Linked DNA regions of Mus musculus: all the other regions are linked to region 2. Evidence: chromatin contacts called from public HiChIP or PLAC-seq data. All regions are on one chromosome and are shown on one strand. The core of a region is the stretch at or near the end of the contact, and the rest is flanking DNA. Distances in the headings are between cores, read along the strand shown. Region 1 has its middle 8.6 kb from the start of Gm30113. Region 2 has its middle 250 kb from the start of Pvt1. Region 3 has its middle 31 kb from the start of Gm22521.

Region 1 (2,846 bases), core at 204-2,703, 680 kb after region 2:
ATATAGGAGATTTTCTGAAATCTTGTCTTTGATCCAATGCTGAAGCTGCCATGCATAAAGTATCTTAATAGACTCATGTCACCTGATAGCCAGAAGACAGAAGCAACTCCACCATATAAATGTAACCTCTAACCACACCATTCTTTCTACCTGGAGTAATCTGTACTTCATGGAGAGTCCACGAGAGAAACAGAAAGAGTCCTGTCTAGTCACCAGAGGATGGGCAGAATTCTTCCTTCTCTATCTACAAGAAAGTCAGGAAAGGCTTCTTATTGACTTTGAAGCAAAGAAAACACTGAAGTGGTAGATTTTGTTATTGTTTCCATATATACATAGACACACACACACACACATATACACATATGAGAATATATATATGTGTGTGTGTGTGTGTGTGTGTGTGTGTGCAGTTGTTTCCATATGTGTGCATGTGTCTGTGTATGTATACATGCATATACAAGGCAAATGTTGTATTTAATAGCAATTTATTCTTTTTGTTCTTTTTAAAAAGAAAACACATGTTCTTTTTTTTTTTAAGATTAATTGTATTTATATGACTACATTGTACCTGTCTTCAGACACACCAGAAGAGGGCATTGGATCCCATTACATTGTTTGTGAGCCACCATGTGGTTGCTGGGAATAGAACTCAGGACCTTTGGAAGAGCAGTTAGTGCTCTTAACTGCTGAGCCACCTCCTCAGCCTAGCCATTTATTCGTAAGCAAACAACTCACCATATTTGAATCTCAATTGCTTAGACATCAAATGAGGATGCATTGCTCAGGCTCCTGAGAATACATAACATAAATTGTTTTTAAAGCATTAAGTCTGATTGAACCCAAAGGCTTAACAAATGGCAATTCATTTTATTTTGCATATGAAGTGTTTGCCCTTGACTGAAGGAGATATATTTAAGTGAGCTCAACTGTTAAGTGGATTATTTCCTGTATTTTAAAGCCTCTTTAGTGTGGTCAAGATTGAGCTGGACACTAAGAATGTCTGTTCATGTTTGCCTTTTGGGACTTGGTAGTCTGAAAGGATATGGCCCCAGCTTCATACAGGATATGTTTGAAACAAATGGAAAACTGTATAATACAAAAATGCATTCCTTTAGGTTTATGGAACAGTGAAGTCAAATGAAGCAGAGGACATCTGAGGAAACTTTAGGGAGATGAAATCCACTGCCTACACAGAAGAGTGAGCTGGATGTCCATAGGTGGGAAGATGAAGAACAATGTGTATTTTTCATCAGATTTTTTCATTAAATGAAAAATTACTAGCAAAATAGCATTGTCTCACTTCCCATGTGGCTAAAGTCTTATTCATATTCTTATAAAAGAAAGCTGAAGTTTCCTGAGTGCTTCAAAAAGATAGCCGTATGCTACACCGCTTTTTTATGAATCAGCCGTTTCCAAACATGACTACATTACGTGTCTTTTAAAGACTTCTGCTATCACTCTCTGAAACCCCGGGAAAAGAATCTCTGTGGTTTTACATTCCTTTGCATTTACTCTAGAGGAAAACACACCATGAAAATTTCCATATGTTCATCTTCCCCTGTACATATTTATGTGAACAGTTTCCTTTTTAACAACTTTCAAAACATATGCTCTTTCCCAAGTTATTTCCCCTAAAAGTAATTCAGTGATGGCATGATTCATGGATTATGGGAACCATGAAAAGTTACTGAACCAGGTGTGACATTTGGACTCGTTAAAAGTCACTGTACCAGAACACATCAAATGGCAAGATTTGCCCCCCACCTTTGGGTGCTCACATCATTCCACTTTAGTCTGTGATGAAGCTGTTACAATTGAAGCAGGCTGCTAGTTTAAACAAGAGATCATCACGATAGTCATTTGTCATATAACATCCCTCAAAATGCTAAAGCTTGGCGTCTGAGTGAAAACGGATGGGAGACAGACAATAAATACAAATACTGAGAGTAGTAGATCATAATTTCCTACACTCAGCCCTGATTTCTACTGAATTGAAGTAAATAACACATGCATAGTTTAAGTTGTAAATATCCAGCCAAAGAATTTCCTAAAGATAAACCTCTGTTAATAACACCTCTTACTCTACAGCCAATTCCAGTTTTGAAATTAATATACACATTTGGTTAGTAGTTTGGATAATATTGAAGATCCATTTTATACTATTGCCATGATCTAGATCTGGCCTGAATATTTTCCAGAGATTCACGTAGCGAAGTTGGACTGCTATGGAAATTATAATAGATCGGGACTTCAGGTAGTTATTAAATCACTTCTTAAGGGATACCTGTTAGTCTCATATGGTGATTTCTCATAATTGCAAGTTGGGATAAAATCTTCACTCCTACATATGATCCGTTTTACACATACTCAATGTCCCTTTCAGAGTCTTCTTTATGTTGTGAAAAAAATCAATGTGCCCCTCACCAAAGCCCAGACAAATAAGGTAGATTGGTTATCTTAAACTTTTACCTCTGAAACCATAAATCAAATAAAATTACTTCATTTAGATTGAACTTACCAGAAGCATTGAACTTCTGGTATATTTTGTTATAGCAGCAGATACTTGACTAAATTGGGAACCATTAGTACAGTGTGTGGTTGTTGGAATAAAAATATTTAACAATACAGAAAAGGCTTTGGAACTAGAGAAGCAGGGCACAAACAACAAGCTGGAAGTGGTCTGTTCCATGGTATATGAGAGGCATTCTGAGGGATTCTGGTGATGGCTCAGAATAAAGGGTATATGGAAAGACCTAGATATTTTCCAAGATGATGAGGTCTCAGAGAGAAATGAGGACTGTCCTATCGGAAATTGGAGAAAGGGACATTCTTATTATGATGCAGCA
Region 2 (2,970 bases), core at 276-2,775:
GACATTCCTTCTTGATGGGAGAGCAGTGCTGCCAACAGAATTTGCTCCCCAGCCCGTCCTGGGGTGGGAGCAATTGGTGGCAGTCACGGGCAATTGGCAATGCCAAGTCACGAAACAAGTAAATTGTGTTGCAAACCTTCGAGATTGGCTGTATGACCACCACATCTGCTCTGCAAGGAAACACCCATCTCTACATCATAATGTGAGATTGGCTTGTGCAGAATGGCTTTTCAGCCCAAAGCTCCATATGGAAATAGTATGTTTGACATGCTGAAAGTTTAGATCCATAGTCCAGTATCACTGCCTTGACTCGAAATATGTTATCCTCCAAGGTTTGAAAGTGTGAAAATTGGAAAAATTAGCTTATCATAAAAGGTAAATGATTTTCTTTGTAACACGTTTGCATATATCACCATTTGTTGACCACCCCCCACTGGTCTCACCTGTCTCTCTGTACATCACATATATTTTATTATCCTCTCTTAGTGCGTCTCCTACTTCCTTTCCCTCCCCTTCAGGGCATCTCCATAGTCTCCTTTCTACCTTTGTGCCTTACAGAATACCTGTATGTATGTGTGTTAAGTGTTGCTTTAAAACCATAACAATCATACTGCTACTGCCCAGAGCAGTGAATGCTCTGCCAAATTATCTTATTTGGTTTTCGACAAAAGCCTCACGAGGCAGGTAGTTTAATTTCCACTTCCCAGACTAATAAAAAACAGAAGTTCAGGACTGTTCCGTAATGCATTCACAACCACACATGCAAGGAGAGGGTCAAGATTGAAGCCAGCATTCCTCTCGTGCACAGACCCTAATCTCATTACTTTTTACTCATGCATTTCCTCCCCGAGCTGGATACTAACCAGCTGAGCCACATACCTTACTCAACAGCGATGGCTGCAAATACTTTTGTCTGCTTATATGTAAAGCAAGCTACTTAGGAGACAGTGAAAATGACATTAGACATAATACAGAGGCAGAGTCTGTGTGCAACTGTGTCTTGAATGCTTAGATGAGATGTTTTCGTTTCTGTATGCTAGGATCTACAAAATGCATCCCGTTGCTTGAGCCCACTTGTTACGAGGACCTATTCACAGTAGTCACTCAGCTGTATCAAAAGGTCATGAAAAACATCCTGTGGAAAGGCTTTTTTTTTTTTTTTTTTTTTTTTTTTTTCTGGGCAGAGGATCTAGAGTATTTATGAGTCACTTGAAGGCTCTGTTTCCCTCTAGAGATGAGACATTCTAATTCTCCCATCTGTTGAGTTTGACTTACCACTTTCCCCAGAGGAGTCTTGGAGGCAAGGAGAAATCATGCTGACTAAATGGTGGTTGAAATTTGTAGGGTGACTGTTCAGTTTAGCAGAGAATAACTAGAAGGCACACTGTATCACCGCATTTGAAAAATCATTAAAAATGTTCCTGCTTCACATTCCTGTGGCTCCTTAAACTCAACCCTCCAGAGGACCTTCCTCCCTCCCCCTGCCAGCTAAAGCTGTGTCATTCTGAGCTGTGGCTATTGGTCATTTCCTGTCTCATCCATCCAAATGCTTGTTTTATTATGACTGCCATGAGAATGGGCTCTGAGCTAGGGACTGGGTTTCACAGCCATTGGCGGATGTGTTTCCTCCAATGTGGGAGCAGAGGGAAAGAATGCGGGATTCGCCTTCAGGAACCTGCATGCAGTCACCAGCTCTCTGCTAGCACTTGTGCTCATGGGTGTACTACTCAAGCATGTCTCTTTCAAACTGTATTTCTTTTTTGAGTACTTAGAATATATTAGTCCTCTGCTAGATATTGGGAACTGGAAGTACACAAAAATACAATAAAAATAGATCCTCCTATTTTTAGAATTCTGCTCTGATGGGAGACATAAAGTACACTAATAAAATTAGTACAGATGTATGTTGGTAAAATGTATGCTTTGCATGTGCTAATTTAGAGAAGGAAGCATGGGGTTTTGCATAGTATAGTTTTCTATATTAGACAACTATAATGACATGAAATCAGCTTTAAAATAAGCCTTTCTCCACTCCTTTCTTTCCCTTTCCCTCTCTCCCTTTCTCTGATCATCAAGTTCTGTCAATGTATCTGGTAGTGTTGATGTTTATTTTTTTAAAAAATTAAGATCTTTTTTTTTTACTTCATTTAAAGTGTCTGAGATTTTGGCCTTCAAGTATGTACGTGAATTCCTTGCTCATGCCGATGGGTGGTTGTCAGCCACCCTCTGAGTGCTGGGAACTGATCATGGATCCTCTTCCGGAGCAGGAAACAGACTTAACTCTTGAGCTGTGTCTCTAGCTCCCTTGATATGTATTTTGCTAAATAGTAATGGAGACATTCATGCTTGCTTCTGCTTACTAGCATGATAACTTTTGTATTCATTCATCTTTTCTCAGTTTGTATCTTAGTATCAAGTACGTGTCTTATATGAAGGATACAGTCATTCCTTGGGTGCCCTTTGCTTGGAATCTTTAGTGGGTTCAGAGAATGTAATTGTTGGTTTGGTTAGATTCGGGTTAGCCATATGGCTCCATGCTCTGCCATTCATCTCAGGCACTCACTTTCTGTGTTCTCATTTGTCAGGAACTTTTCAGCATTTAATATCTTACTCCGCCTCGTGCTTATATTTCTTTGGTGGTTTTCTAGTGATTATTTTCTAGGAATTATAGTTTGCTTCTTTGAGTTAATGTTGAACGAGGAAACCTGTTTTTATTCCACTTTCAGTTTTGAAAGAAGAGACTTGGTTCATGATTTGGCTTTTCCCTTCCTTTATCTTCCTGTCTCCCTCTGTCTTTCTTTCTTTTTTTTTTAATTTTTAATTTTATTTATTTTTGTTTTTGTGCCCCTTTCTCTATTCTTCATATGTTGAATCTAAGACCTAGTACATGTTAGTCAAGCAGTCTATCACCAAATTACATCACACGCTTGATAATTTTTGTATTATAGATCTTTTTCTTCTTTCTTCTTC
Region 3 (2,700 bases), core at 132-2,631, 540 kb after region 2:
CTATGAATTTCAGACTCACATTGCAAAATTAAGTCTCTTCTATTAAGATCGAGATCCCTACCTAGATATCCAATCACTGGTATAGCATAGATGTCTGAGTGTTTCATAGATAACTCCAAGCCAATGTACCCAAACACCCCTCCCAGTTATCAGCTATATATTTCTCTGGTCATTATCTCACTAGATAGCATTTCCAACTATCCATCAATCATATTGGGCATCTCCTTCATCCTCAAGGGTATATCCAATTATTAGTAAAATATCAGCATAACATTCCCTCTAAATCTGGTTACATAGTTAGAACTTTGTGGTCATAATTTTGTTTCAAAATACCATGGAATCTCCAAAGTATTCTAACTAGTTTTCACCCATCTGCTCTCCTTCTCCTCCCTCCTGTTCTCTTAGCGAATCTGATCTTTTAGCTACATTTCTGACTGTGACTCTCTTATACACTGTGTCCTTTTATTTTCAGAATATAAACCAGCTATGCTATGGATTTGGGTTAGTTTTATAATTCTATTTCTTTCTAATATGCCAGCTGTGTCTCATGCCCTTTTCTTCTTCCTGTGTCCTCTCATTAATCTGAGTCTTTTTTCTCCTTTATACTGCTGGGTAATGAGTTTTATCAGCATCTCCCCTTCACACTACCTCTTGCTTGCTTATCCATCACATCTTGTCCTAATTTATGTCTCTTCAGTAGGACTTCTAACAAGCCAAATGGGATATTTCACTTGTACACTCTTCAATGTATGTTGAGAGTATTATAAGCATCTAGCACATGTGTAATATCTTATTGTTATTTTCTAGTCCCATTAACACAATATAAAGATTTTTATTGAATAAATAATTTCTACACAAACTGCTGTCTAAATTCTTTAAATTTATAATAGTAAAAAACATTTTCCCTAGATAATTTACAACTCTATATGTCTGATTGCAAGATAATTCATATCAAATAGCTTTATCAGTAGTAATTAAAATTATCACACACATATTCAGAGAATGTCAGACAAATGAATGCATAGATGAAGACGGTTATAGAGAAACAAAATCATGACACTCTGGAATCCTCCACCATGGAACTGTCGTTAAAAAATAAAAAGTGGACATCTTTAGCATCAAGACTAGAATAACAGAGGAGATACATTTTAAAAGTTAATGTCAATGTGTCCCTACTTGAAGAGGGCATATTGGCTGGTAATGTGCCTCTAAATGGGGCATAGTGGACATCTTAAGCCCTCTTGCTTTGGTCAACAGGTTCACAGATAGGTTTCTGAGATCAGGTCACAGAATAACAATGGGCATTCGAGAGTGTCACAGACCAAATACAACTCCACTTCCTCTTTGATTACCTCATCTACCATAATTTCCTTTCCAGGGACAGTGGTGAAGACCAATGCATGAACACTAGGGTAGACAAACCCTAACATCTGGTGCTCTCTCTCACACCCCTGCAGAGGAAAGGCCAAGTGCATTTCTAGGAAATAGCATTTTCTGAATTGTATTTCTGTCATGTATTACAGCCACATGTAACTCAAAGAAGCATGTGGTAAACAACTACCCACCTTCCTACTACCTTCTCACCAGTGCTAAGTATTTTCCTTTCTTTGAATCAATTATCTCTTACACTTCCTCCTTATTTCCTTCTCTCTTTAAAATTCTCTGTCTTTATACATGGCTGCTTACAGAAACATCCTTACCACACTCCACTTTCACTCTGAGCCAGTGAGGCTGTATTTTAGTTTCATGAAAAAAAAAATAGAGTCAAAAGAGGATATGATCACCACACAATGTTTTTGAATAAGATGAGTTTTTCTATTCTCTCCTAACTTCTAAATACTTTCAACCTGTAAGAAGGTGGCATCCACAGGCAAAGGAATTTTAAATATATACATGTATATGTATATGAATGCATGTGTATATATGTATATGTACATATACACATACATATATATAATCAGTAAAACCAGAGGAATTTCAGGGAGAAAAGTGGAGCCAAAGTTGCTGCACAGTCCTCAGAACATCTAACATTGCTGACACCTACACCTTAGACACTGAACACATCTAACTGTGAGACAAAGCCTGTCTATTTTTAAACCATTTGTTGACTAGCAGCCCTAGGAGGCTAATTCAGGCCAAATGTATTGTATGGCAAAAGAATTGCTTATGAGTTAGATGTGGTGAAGTTATTTCCTTGGCTTCAAAGCGGTTCAGTTTCATAAAGAAAACACAGTATACTTCCCCAGTGACTTAGCACATAGTTATCACAGGATGGATGCGTGTGGATTTTTATGGCTTCTCAGGATAATAATTTCCATAACATGTTGTCTCAATCTCTTTTCATGCACTGTCCTGTAATATGTGTTGTTTATTAGTCAAGTTCATCTCTGTACAATACATTTGGAGCAGGAAAAGGTCTGAGTCATGAAGGTAGGAAACAGGGCAGAATGAAAGAACAGAAACGGAGACAAGTGTTTTATGTGGGTTATAAAGGATGATTCTTATGTTCTTCCCAGAAAGCTACCACATGCGCATGTACAAAACGATGGCCTATTCTTCCACTGCCTAGCTCTCTAGGTGATGGAAATTGTTACCAATTGTGATCTAATTTTATTTTTTTGGAAACGTTTGAAACCTCATTTGCACGTAGTCTCACTAGAGTTCGGCAAAGTACCACATTCAAGTGCTTTGGATAATTCA

What was found. HiChIP or PLAC-seq counts read pairs in DNA pulled down with a chosen protein or histone mark.
Region 1: a CTCF HiChIP or PLAC-seq map of the NIH/3T3 cell line shows a contact between it and region 2, with 5 read pairs. The contact joins two enhancer-like sites. A contact is called at or near these places in 1 of 15 datasets of contacts at CTCF or cohesin (the NIH/3T3 cell line) and 1 of 115 datasets of contacts at active chromatin or transcription factors (embryonic stem cells).
Region 3: a BATF HiChIP or PLAC-seq map of CD8 T cells shows a contact between it and region 2, with 14 read pairs. The contact joins two enhancer-like sites. A contact is called at or near these places in 2 of 484 Hi-C or Micro-C datasets (B cells and Th1 cells) and 2 of 115 datasets of contacts at active chromatin or transcription factors (CD8 T cells and large pre-B cells).

What each region holds. Positions count from the first base shown.
Region 1 is chr15:62,961,413-62,964,258 of GRCm38.p6, forward strand. No RefSeq gene overlaps it. Among named protein-coding and RNA genes, the nearest start is that of Gm30113, 8.6 kb to the left of the region's middle. Within about 2 kb of position 1,454, at least 11 of the 459 cell types and tissues checked have an H3K27ac peak or open chromatin away from gene starts, as enhancers often do. A contact at or near this core is called in the NIH/3T3 cell line, where this site is marked.
Region 2 is chr15:62,285,971-62,288,940 of GRCm38.p6, forward strand. No RefSeq gene overlaps it. Among named protein-coding and RNA genes, the nearest start is that of Pvt1, 250 kb to the left of the region's middle. Within about 2 kb of position 1,526, at least 75 of the 459 cell types and tissues checked have an H3K27ac peak or open chromatin away from gene starts, as enhancers often do. A contact at or near this core is called in CD8 T cells and the NIH/3T3 cell line, where this site is marked.
Region 3 is chr15:62,822,665-62,825,364 of GRCm38.p6, forward strand. No RefSeq gene overlaps it. Among named protein-coding and RNA genes, the nearest start is that of Gm22521, 31 kb to the left of the region's middle. Within about 2 kb of position 1,382, at least 41 of the 459 cell types and tissues checked have an H3K27ac peak or open chromatin away from gene starts, as enhancers often do. A contact at or near this core is called in CD8 T cells, where this site is marked.